2 separate regions of the Hordeum vulgare genome follow, and region 1 is linked to region 2. The links are chromatin contacts, called in public Hi-C maps. All regions are on one chromosome and are shown on one strand. The core of a region is the stretch at or near the end of the contact, and the rest is flanking DNA. Distances in the headings are between cores, read along the strand shown. Region 1 holds the start of LOC123401964 (LRR receptor-like serine/threonine-protein kinase ER2). Region 2 has its middle 23 kb from the start of LOC123401013.

Region 1 (5,502 bases), core at 3,000-5,499, 230 kb before region 2:
AAAGCAGAAGGTGTCCATATTACTCTCAAAGGATACAGATTTGAGCACATAGAGAGGTTAAGGTGCTTACATCTCCATGATGCTCCTCAAGTTCACAAACTCAGCAGGAATGTGTCCCACCAGATTATTCTTGCTCAAGTTACTACATGAATAAGTAATGTTGTCAGGAAAAGATACATGCATTTTAACAAAAACAACAAAATAGAGGTTATAGGATTTACAGTCTCAAAAGATGCTCTAAGCTGCCGACTGTTGAAGGAATCGAACCAGCGATCTTGTTACATGATAAATCCCTAAAAGTATGTTCATGTGACACATGATGACATTGAAAACTTTCTGAAGGAGATATATTCATTAAATGCTAGAACTTACAGTGTGTCTAAGTTTATCATTCTTGCTAGCTCAATGGGAATTGCTCCATTAAGATAATTAGATGACAAATTCCTAAAAGTTATGGATACACATAAATCGTTAGGAATAACTATTAGAAGTGTAATTATGGCAGTCCAGAACAAGAACAACCTACCATAAACAAAATAGAAACTAGAGAAATTAGGAACCACTTACAAATAAGTCATGCTCTGAAGCTTGTGCAATGAACGTGGAATGGTGCCATTCAATTTATTGCCATAAGCATTGCTGTTTAAATAGCAAAGAAGTTAACTATCCAGCTATCAGAGATAGCTAAATAAGTTCAGGGAAAAGAAGTGAAACTTACAAGCTAATAAGATTTGTGCAGGAACTAATATTATCAGGTATCGGTCCTACAAGTTCATTGTTAGCAAGGTTCCTGCAAGAAGCAAATGACATGAACCAGCGACCAAATTAGCACTGTTGATAAGAATCATATAATACCAATGAACAGAATTTTACTTACAAGTCATACAAGGCAGTGAGTTTTCCAAGCTCGGGTGGAATGAGCCCAGTCAGTTTATTGTCATTGAGGTCCCTGAAATGAGATAGCGATGGCAGCATATCAAATGGATAGAACGATAATCAATTAACTGTGAAGAATAAAAGCAATAGTACAAAGGCTACGTGCTTACAAATAATTAAGCGCTGACAAATTACCAAGCTCTGGTGGTATCAGCCCAGATAGTCTATTGCCTTGCAGGTATCTATTAGTGCAAGATACTGTGGTATCAATAACTACTTTTGTGATAAAAATATACATAGTGATCTCACAAAGGGCTGGAATATCAGTTAGTGAAAAGTAAAAGCTTTAATCACTAGTAATTAAACAGATACAAATACCAAGCTTACAATTTTTCAGTGTATGTCAAGTTGCCGAGTATAGATGGTATTGGGCCAGACAATTGGTTAAGGCTCAGATCCCTGGATCAATTCAAAATAAAAGAACGTTTCAAAACAATACCATAATTTTGCATTTAAGGGCTGATGTAATTCCTTGGTGGCCATAAATCAAGAAAAGAGCGTAGGTTATCATACAGCACTGCAAGCGCCTGCATAAGGCCAATCACTGTTGGAATAGGGCCAGAGAAGTTGTTCCTCTGCAAAGACCTAGCACAAATAACAAATAAATTTCAAGTCATCACTTTGAAAACTTAAGCATCTAGTTCTACTGGTGAAATGAGTGCTACATACAATGTAGCAACTTGCAGGAAACCAATGTTGAATGGGATTTCTCCAGTAAGTTGATTGTAAGACAAATCCCTAAAACAGCGCAAGATCAGTAGTGTTCTAAAAGCTAGAAAATGAGCAGCATTATTCAAAGGGAGTAGAACGAATGTACATACAAGACCTGAAAGCTCGTACAATTCCCAATAGTATCTGGTATTGTGCCCATCAAGCTATTGTTTTTCACGTCACTGAACCAAACAAAAGCGACCTTGTTAACAGAATAAATGGCACAAACAGCTACACTGGTGATAAACAGAGGGAAGCAATAAACTCACAAGTACCACAAGCCAGTCAATTGGCACATATCTGGAGAGAGGCTTCCTTCTAGTTTATTGCTTCGCAGTCCCCTGGAATATATGACAAACTTAGATGCATAAAACAAAGCATGTAAAATTAAATCATGGCCCTACACTATGTCTGAGCAATCATCGCATTTAGCACAAACATTTTATCCAAACCCTAAATCTTGCATAAATAAAGTTTATTACCATTTGTCAGGCCCTTGAATATTCTAGACAGTTTTAAGAACTAAACCAAAACATTGTTGTTCTTCATTACTGGGGAACAAATTAAAGTGAATGAATACTTACAAGTATTGAAGAACCTCACTCCAGTATATTAACCTTGGAATTTCACCGCTTAGCTTGTTCTGAGCCAAGTCCCTAGGACACATATGACGTTAGAGAACTAACCCAATAAAATCACAGAGCAGTTAAGCAGCACTAACTTACAATATCTTCAAATTCGGAAGCTGAGAGAGTGTCGACGGGATCACCCCCACCAACTGATTATTCTTCAATATTCTACAAATACAGGTAACAGCAGGGATTATGATGAGTGAAACGCATTCTTTTACAAAGTTCCGGCAAGAAGAACAAGCCTTACAAGTTTTCAAGGTGCTTCAGCTTCGATATGGAAAAGGGTATGTCTCCTTCCAGATTGTTGGAGGACAGGTTCCTTGATAAAAATGAAAATCGAAACAGGTATTACTTGTACAGGTCCAAAACAACTCGACGTCCGCTAAAAAAGAAAACACGAGAAAGAAATGTAGTACTGACACGCCCACTTACAACATTTTAAGCGACGAGCAATCACCAATCTCGTCAGGGATCTGCCCGGAGAGTCCATTCGACTGCAAATCACTGCATATGACCAAACAATCAGGGAAAACGTGTGACACGGACTCATCACACAGACAAAGGCATTTAGATTTCAGGAAACAACGTAACATCATACATTGACACGACGCTCTTCAAATCCCCGAAGGCCGGGGAGATCTCGCCGCCGAGATTGAACCCTGAGAGGTTGCTGTCGTTGCAAACATGAGCAGGCGTCAGTAACCGCTCGCTGCAGCCAGCAAATGGAGCAATAAGATTTCGCAAGCAACGGAGAGCTGCTTACAGAGCTGCAACTTGGAAGGTGACGTTGTCGCAGAGCACGCCGCGCCAGGAGCAGTAGCCCGGGGACGCCCCGTCGCCGGACCAGTCGTACAGCGCGTTGTCGGCATCGCGGAAGGATTTCTTGATCTCCAGCAGCGTACGCCCTGTGAAACACGCATAACGGCATAAGAAGACTCGATTAGCAGAAGCAGCGGCAGCGGAAGAAGAAGAAGTGGAGAATCTGACGCCACGAGGAATGGAGCCAGCAGGCAGAGGCAGCACTCGAGAGTTGCTTCCGAATGCACAACACAAACTTGCTTGCTGACCCCAAAAAGTTCAGATAGCCGCACCAAAAACACCCCCAAAACACCCAAGTTTCCAGCTCGCCGTATGCAAAAGGCTGGCTTGCACGAATAGCACATCGACTTGAGATTCAGAACCTGATCCCCAACAACATCAGGACAAGGCGGCAGAGCGCGCTCGCCGACGCCGCCGCCGCAAGCCAGGAAGAAGCAAATAGGATTAGTACTAAACGAAATAGGACGCATTTGAGCCTGCACACCATCGGCAATCAACAGAAGAAAAGAAAAGATGCAGTATCTGTCCTGTCCTGTCCCCTGTGGATCGGAACCATGGAAGAACTGCAGCGGATATGCTAAAAAAATGGGAGACGCTGGTACTGCTAAGAAGAGGGGCCGGGATTAATCTAGCGTTAGACCGCCCTCGGCCGGCGTGAGCAGCGGACGGAACACCGTATCAGCGAGGCATAAACAAAGACCCCGGCCACGCCCCCACTAGAAAAGCGCGCACTAGTAAAATACCAGCAAGCCAAACCGCCGACGAATCCCCTCTCCCCGAGCGAGCAGAGCCCGCCGCCAACACGAGGGCCGAACGAGAGGGAGGGAGGGAGGGAGGGAGCACGAACCGTCGTCGGCGATGGCGACGGCGCCGGCGGCGAGGAGGAGGAGGAGGGCGGCGGCGACGGAGAAGGCTGGCGGCGGCATTGGCGCAGGGGCAGTCGCGGGCTGCAAATGCCGGCGCGGGCGCGGGCGCGGGTGCGGGTGCGAGCGGGTTTAATCGAACGGGGTTTGAGGTTTTGTCTGCCCGTGTTGGCTGCTACGGGGAGGAGGAGGAGGATGGAGGGAGGGAGGGAGGCGCGGGGACCTCCTGCCCGTGGTTTGTTACGGTGGGGCTGGCGCCCATGTGGCTCACTGCCGCTGCCGCTGCCGCTGCTGCTTTCGGGGCCGCCGCAGTGGTGGTGCTCGTCGGTTTCGCTTCCGTTTTATTTCAGCTCCTCGAAATTCATCCCGTAGTGCCATGCGAACGGTCGCCCGATAAGCTGGGGATGGTATCCAAGCGCCGGCAAACTACTGGTAAGTACTCCCTCCGTTCCTTAATATAAGTCTTTTTAGAAATTTCACTAGAGACTATATACGAAGCAAAATAAATGTATCTACACTCTAAAGTATGTCTATATACATTCGTATGTAGTTTTTTAATGAAAACTCTAAAAAGACTTATATTTAGGAACGGAGGAGTAGTTAGTACAATGGTTTTCAACGTTGGTGTAGTAAAAAGGAAAGGAAAGAAAAGAAACAACGGCGTTACTTACGCTACGAACGGTCCCTGGATAGGTGGGGTGGGGGGAGGAACAGAGCGATGGCAGGCCGGCCGCGGGCGGATAATGATGGTCCGGGCTCAGACGCAGACGCAGACGCAGACGCTGCTTGCCCTGCACGACTACGCGTTGAGTGGGCAGTAGCAGTGACCCATGGGTAACATTTTAGAAAGGCACGCCACGCTGATGATGCGGTAGGAAGTCGTGCGCCGAACAATCACATCAGTCTGATGGTGAGGGTGAGGAGGGTAAAAATAACCCCCGGCCGCCTCTCCGCCGGGGCTCCGGCGCGTCTTCGGTTTCAGGCTCAGGCGTGGGACGGCGGCAAGGCCGGACCCTGCGTTGCTGCGGCTGCGCCTTTCCGGTGGGGAACGTTCAGGGAATTGTGCAGGGTCACAGGCAACTGAGGTTTATCCCCTGCGGTTCGCGGGCATGCTTTGGCAGCAGTGGTGATCATCTGTGGTTCACGGACGAGTTAACGCCTAGCCCCTCCCGCGACGTGTTTTATGTTAGCGTCACGGCACGGGAAGAAACTCGGACGATGGAAGAAACGTCACACCGGCATTTTGTGCTTTGCTGGCGGAAGTTCGGGGACACTCACCGGCATTTTGTGTCTTGTCGCCCGCTTGATTTGCGTCGCGGTTCGCATAGCAAATGAATCTCGCATGAGGGCACACCAAATTTTAAGTTTCAACGTTGTAAGTTATGGGTTTTTAATCTGAAACAGTCAAGTTTCAACCAGTTTCAGAGAAATGATTTTTTTTAAAAAAATCCTGTGGAAGTAGACAAAAAATTATTGATTTTTATCGCTCACGCGTACTAAGTTTCAGCATTAATACTTAATGTTTTTTCAAAGTGGTCAAA
Region 2 (6,267 bases), core at 1,644-4,143:
TCTTCAAGAAGTGTTGGGACATTGTGAAGTCTCACCTTATGAGGGTCATCCGTCATTTCGACTCCCTTCACATCAAAAACCTACACTGGCTCAATTCCACAAACGTGGTGCTCCTGTCCAAAAAGGAAGGACGGAGGGGTAGTTGATTATAGACCCATGAGTCTTATTCATGTGATCGCAAAATTCATTGCGAAAGTGCTCTCCCTAAGGCTTGGCCCCTAACATGACTGATATTGTCTCCAACATCCAAAGCGCCTTCATCAGAACATGAAGCACACACAACAACTTCTTGTACATTCGCAATCATGCTAGACGCCGCCACAAGGGGAAGACCTCATCCCTCCTCTTCAATCTGGATATTTGCAAACCCTTCGACACCATCAAGTGGGAATATTTACTCGGTCTTCTCGAGCGGTGAGGATTCCCTAGTAAATTTAGGGAATGGATTGCGGCACCACTTAGATCATCCTCCTCATGGATCATCCTCAACGGTATCGTCGGCTACCTAATCAAGTATGTCCAGGGCCTATGACAAGGGGACCCCATATCCCCACTTCTCTTCGACATAAACATTGACCCGCTACAAAGAATTCTCGAGGTGGCTATGAGAAAAGGTCTCCTTCATAAGCTCAGGGGAAGGGGGGCCATGATGAGGACATCTCTTTATGCGGAGGATTCGACTGTTTTCTTGGCTCCAATAAAAAGAGATGTTGACAACTTGGCAAACATTTTGCGAGGCTTCGGGGAGGTCACTGGCCTTTGCACCAATTTCCACAAGAGTGAGTTCATGCCCATCCGATGCAACCATATTTTTGGATTGCTTAATGCAGAGTATGCCGGCGACAAGAATGTCCTTCCCCTTGCGCTACTTGGGGCTCCCCCTATCCGTTTGGAAGCTAAAGCTTGTGTATTGTCAATTTATGGTCGACAAGGTTGCAAGCAAGCTAACTACGTATGAGGTCAAAACATCACAACCATCGGACGGACGACTCTTGTCAAGTCCTAGTCTACCCCGCCACACCTTTGGTCATCCCGCCAACCATCCTTCCGCATGTAAACAAACTCAAGATACACTTCTTAAGGTCCAGTCCAGACAAGACAACGGAGGCAAAATGCAAGGTGAATTGGGAGATTGTTTGTCGGACACGTGAGTATGGGGGCCTTGGGGTTATCAACACCAAAAAGTTTACGTGTTCTGTCCGGTTGCGCTGGTCGTGGTTTGAATGGAAGGAGCCCAACAAGATGTGGGAGGGATGGGAAACCCCTGTGACGAGGAGGAAGTCAACTTCTTCTATGCTTCCACCACTATCACCATCGGCAACGGCGCGAGGACCCCCTTTTGGAACTCTCCTTGACTCCTTGGGCGCAAACCAAAGGACATCGGCCCACTCATCTACGAGGCTTACACAAGAAAGAATTGGAAGGTTCGGGAGGCCCTCAAGCACAACGCGTGGATACTCAAGATCAAACCACCCGCCAGCATCTCCGGTGAGCACGTCTCACGGTTTTTCTTTCTTTGGATGCTCTTGCACGAGGTCAAGCTTGATGAACAAACCAAGGATGACATCATTTGGAAGCACACGACTAGCGGGCATTACTCGGTGGCATCCGCATACAAGGCACAATTTCTAGGGAAGGTTCTCTTACCCACGGATAGAGTGGTTTGGAAGGCTGGGGCTCCTCCAAAAGTTAAGTTCTTTGCTTGGTTGGCTCTACAAAATAGAATTTGGACAACCGACATATTGACGAAGCGAGGGTGGCCTAATTGTGGTCTTTGCCACCTCTGCAAGAGGGTGCGAGAATGTGGGACTCGCCTCTTCTGCGAGTGCCGCTACACTGGAAGGCTATGGTTTTTGTTCATTGGCAAATACAACATTCTCGGGCTTGACACGAATGCTTGGCCCTTGTTTGACTCGGTCGAGGCTTGATGGGCAAGTACTTGCAACGACATCACGCCATTCACGCAAGCCACAACATTCCTCACCATACTCGTCTCATGGACTATCTGAAACGAGCGTAATGCAAGAGAGTCTTTAAGCAGAAGAGCGCACCACCCTCTGTTTTACTTGCCTCCATCGTGACTGAAGCTAGCCTATGGATCATCGTCGGTGCAAAAAGATTAAGATCCATAATATTGCCAGAGTAGTTCACATGCCCTATAATTGTGTTGTTTGTAAAAAAATACTCCATTCTTTCCTATTTAATGGATGAGGCCAAGCTTTTTGCCTTCGTTTAAGAAAAAACAAGGCTTCATCTTTTGGGTCTTGTCGTCAGCTGGATGTCCGTTCAACGGGGCTTGACCGCTTGAATGATCCACAAGATAACAAAGACACAAGGACGAGTAGGTCTTATGGAAATGGAAGTATTCGACCTTTCAAGAGAAACACGATACCATTACTGAAGCAGCGACTAATGGTTAACGAATACACCAGCTACGTACCACTACGTCGTCACTGATAATATAAACCAGCAGGACGGCAAGGCATCGGTGTCGGACGTCACGGTTCAGTGCAGCACCAGCATCTAACCTGCGAGTTAATTAGCAGGATGTTTTGTAGAATTATTGTTCAAGTCGGAGGGAGTTGGTATAGTAGTAGAACCAGAACGCAGACGGCCACGCCGTCATGCATATGTGCTGTGCGGATCCTACATCGTCCAACAAACAGCACACGAATTGGTCATGCCTTTTGAGTTTCAAGTTGGCGCAATCTCTTATCATAATGATACGGAAAATCAGATACCAAAACCAATTATCATCCAGTTTGTGGATCCACACCAGCTACAGGAACAAGGACCACATATGCAAGAATACTCCCAGCAGTGCAGGTCATGGTCTTGGATCCAGCAGGCATGGGCTAATGATATCATCACGTTCAGCTAGGATGGCGCGGCACTCCTGTCGATTAATCAACCAAGCAAAGCTTGATGAGGCAGCTCCTGATTGGGGATGCACGCAGGCTAAACCAAGATAGGCTACAAACCGGCCACTGTGCTTGTGATAATAATGGCAGCCAGGCTTCGCCCTCAATAATCGATCATGATGCTGACCATTCGTGAATAAACAAAAAAAAGTCGTTTTCATGCGAAAAGGTCCGAATATTTTTGCTCTCTCGTTTGGATAACAATCGTAAAGACGAGAGGCCGAACTATATCCTTGATAGATTATGCTGTCCGACATCAGGCGTCACCGGGCACCCGCGAGCCACATACTTTTTTCTTTTCCTTTCGTCGCAGAAATAATTAACTAGCTCTGTTAAAAAATAATTTGGTTAATCAGATAGATAAAACATCCAGGGACATCTTTCATGTTACATAAATGCATCCATGCTAAAGTCGAGGAATGTAATCCAATACATTAAATAATTGATTTTCCCTCACTCAATTAACTTGACATGCAACTATGTCAACTTATCATGTATCTCCAAGACGGACGCTCAAATCATTTAGTCCGGATGTATTTTGCCATCAAATATGGTATAAATATTATTTTTCCTACAAACCGAAGATAAACTAGGAGGCTTTGCGTGCGTGTGGACCGTTGTCGAGGAGTGAGGCAATAATAAAGTTGTTATTATTATATTTGCTTTTCATGATAATCGTTTATTATTCATGCTAGAATTGGAAACTCATATATATGTGTGGATAAATAGACAACAAACTGTCTCTAGTGAGTCTCTAAAGGACTAGCTCCTTGGTCAAAGATGGTCAAGGTTTCCTCGCCATAGACATAAGTTGTCATTTGATAATGGGATCACATCATTAGGATAATGATGTGATTGACAAGACCCACGCTATGAACGTAGCATATGATCGTGTCAGTTTATTGCTATTATTTTGTGCATGTCAAGTATCTATTCCTATGACCATGAGATCATGAACTCAATGACACCGGAGGTAGTACCTTGTGTGTGTCAAACATCGCAATGTAACTAGGTGACTATAAATATGCTCTACATGTATCTCTGAAGGTGTACGTTGAGTTGGCATGGATCGAAACTAGGATTTGTTACTCCGTGTGACGGAGTGGTATCTCAGGACCCACTTGATAATACAACATCACAACAAGCTTTCAAGCAATGTGACTAAAGAGTTAGCCACGAGATCTTGTATTATGGAATGAGTAAAGAGACTTGCCGGTAACGAGATTTAACTAGGTATAGAGATACCGACGATGGAATCTCGGGAAAGTAACATACCGATGGACAAAGGGAACAATATACAAGATTGATTGAATCCTTGACATCCTGGTTCGACCGATAAATATCTTCGTAGAATATGTAGGAGCCAATATGGACATCCAGGTCCCGCTATTGGTTATTGATCGGAGAGTGTCTCGGTCATGTCTACATAGTTCTCGAACCCGAAGGGTCTGCAAACTTAAGGTTCGGTGACGATTTAGTATTAATGAGTTATTGTGATGGTAACCGAAAGTTGTTCGGAGTCCCGAATGAGATCATGGACGTCACGAGGAACTTCGAAATGATCCGTAGGTAAAGATTGATATATAGGAAGTTGGTATTCGAGGTACATAATGGTTCCGGAATATGCTGGTTTTGTGATGGGAGTGCCGGAAGTGTACCGGGGGTCCACCGGGAGGGTCCACCTGCCCCTGTGGGCCCCATGGGCTGTGAGAGGGGGCGCACCAACCCCTGGTGGGTTGGCCGCCCCTCCCACCAAGGCCCATGTGGCGGAAGGTGGGGGCTAAGCCCACAAAGGGGCGGGCCACCCGTGCCTTGGGTGGCAAGGCATGTTGGGGAACGTTGCATGGGAAACAAAAAAAATTCCTACGCACACGAAGACCTATCATGGTCATGTCCATCTACGAGAGGAGATTTGGATCTACGTACCCTTGTAGATCGCACAACGGGAAGCGTTAAGAAACGTGATTGATGTAGTGGAACGTCCTCACGTCCCTCGATCCGCCCCGCGAACCGTCCCACGATCCGTTCCGATCTAGTGCCGAACGGACGACACCTCCGCGTTCAGCACACGTACAACTCGACGATGATCTCGGCCTTCTTGATCCAGCAAGCAAGACAGAGAAGTAGATGAGTTCTCCGGCAACGTGACGGCGCTCCGGTGGTGGTGTGGATCTACTCCTGCAGGGCTCTGCCCGAGCTTCGCAGAAATACGATTTAGAGGTAAAACTATGGTGTCTAGATCTGAGTTGCACGTGGTAAAAGTTGTCTCAAATCAGCCCTAAATCACCACTATATATAGGAGGGAGGGGGAGGAGGCTTGTCTTGAGGGTCAAGCCCTCAAGGGTGCGCTGGTCAAGGGAGAGGAGGAGTCCTACTCCAATCCCACTCCAATTAGGATTGGAAAGTGGAGTCCTTATCTTCCTTCCCACCTCTCTTTTTTCTTTCTTTTTCTCTGGTTTTCTTTCCTTGGCGTCAAGGCCCTCTTGGGCTGTCCCACCAGCCCACTAAGGGCTAGTGCTCCAGCCCTAGGGCCATTGGGCTTCCCCCGGGTGGGTTGCCCCCCTCCCGGTGAACTTTCAGAACCCATTCGTCACTCCTCGTACATTCCCGGTAATGCCCGAAAACCTTCCGGTAACCAAATGAAGTCATCCTATGTATCAATCTACATCTTCAGACCATTCCGGAAACCTTCGTGACATCTGTGATCTCAACTGAGACTCCGAACAACATTCGGCAACCACACATATAACTCAACTATACTAAAACATCATCGAACCTTAAGTGTGCAGACCCTGCGAGTTCGAGAACTATGTAGACATGCATCGAGGCACTCCTCGTTCAATATCCAATAGCGGGACCTGGATGCCCATATTGGATCCTACATATTATCCGAAGATCTTATCGGTTGAACCTCAGTGTCAAGGATTCATATAATCCCGTATGTCATTCCCTTTGTCCTTCGGTATGTTACTTGCCTGAGATTCGATCGTCGGTATCCGCATACCTATTTCAATCTCGTTACCGGCAAGTCTCTTTACTCGTTCCGTAATACAAGATCACGTGACTTACACTTAGTCACATTGCTTGCAAGGCTTGTGTGTGATGTTGTATTACCGAGTGGGCCCCGAGATACCTCTCCGTCACACAGAGTGACAAATCCCAGTCTTGATCCATACTAACTCAACGGACACCTTCGGAGATACCTGTAGAGCACCTTTATAGTCACTCAGTTACGTTGTGATGTTTGATGCACACAAGGTATTCCTCCGGTGCCATTGAGTTATATGATCTCATGGTCATAGGAACAGATACTTGACACGCAGAAAACTATTGCAATAAAACGACA

The links. Hi-C and Micro-C count contacts between places; a contact is called where the count stands out from the background.
Region 1: a Hi-C map of leaf shows a contact between it and region 2, with 2.6 times the contacts expected there. The contact joins the promoter of LOC123401964 here to the enhancer-like site in region 2. A contact is called at or near these places in 3 of 6 Hi-C or Micro-C datasets (leaf and seedling).

The regions. Positions count from the first base shown.
Region 1 is chr6H:527,274,710-527,280,211 of MorexV3_pseudomolecules_assembly, reverse strand. LOC123401964 (LRR receptor-like serine/threonine-protein kinase ER2) reads right to left here and starts at 4,249. Exons shown (of 27, transcript XM_045095828.1): 1 at 3,946-4,249; 2 at 3,043-3,184; 3 at 2,878-2,949; 4 at 2,712-2,783; 5 at 2,527-2,598; 6 at 2,373-2,444; 7 at 2,232-2,303; 8 at 1,917-1,988; 9 at 1,758-1,829; 10 at 1,606-1,674; 11 at 1,450-1,521; 12 at 1,264-1,335; 13 at 1,047-1,118; 14 at 878-949; 5 more. The coding sequence starts at 4,024.
Region 2 is chr6H:527,042,882-527,049,148 of MorexV3_pseudomolecules_assembly, reverse strand. No RefSeq gene overlaps it. Among protein-coding and RNA genes, the nearest start is that of LOC123401013, 23 kb to the right of the region's middle. Within about 2 kb of position 2,893, at least 3 of the 3 cell types and tissues checked have open chromatin away from gene starts, as enhancers often do. A contact at or near this core is called in leaf and seedling, where this site is marked.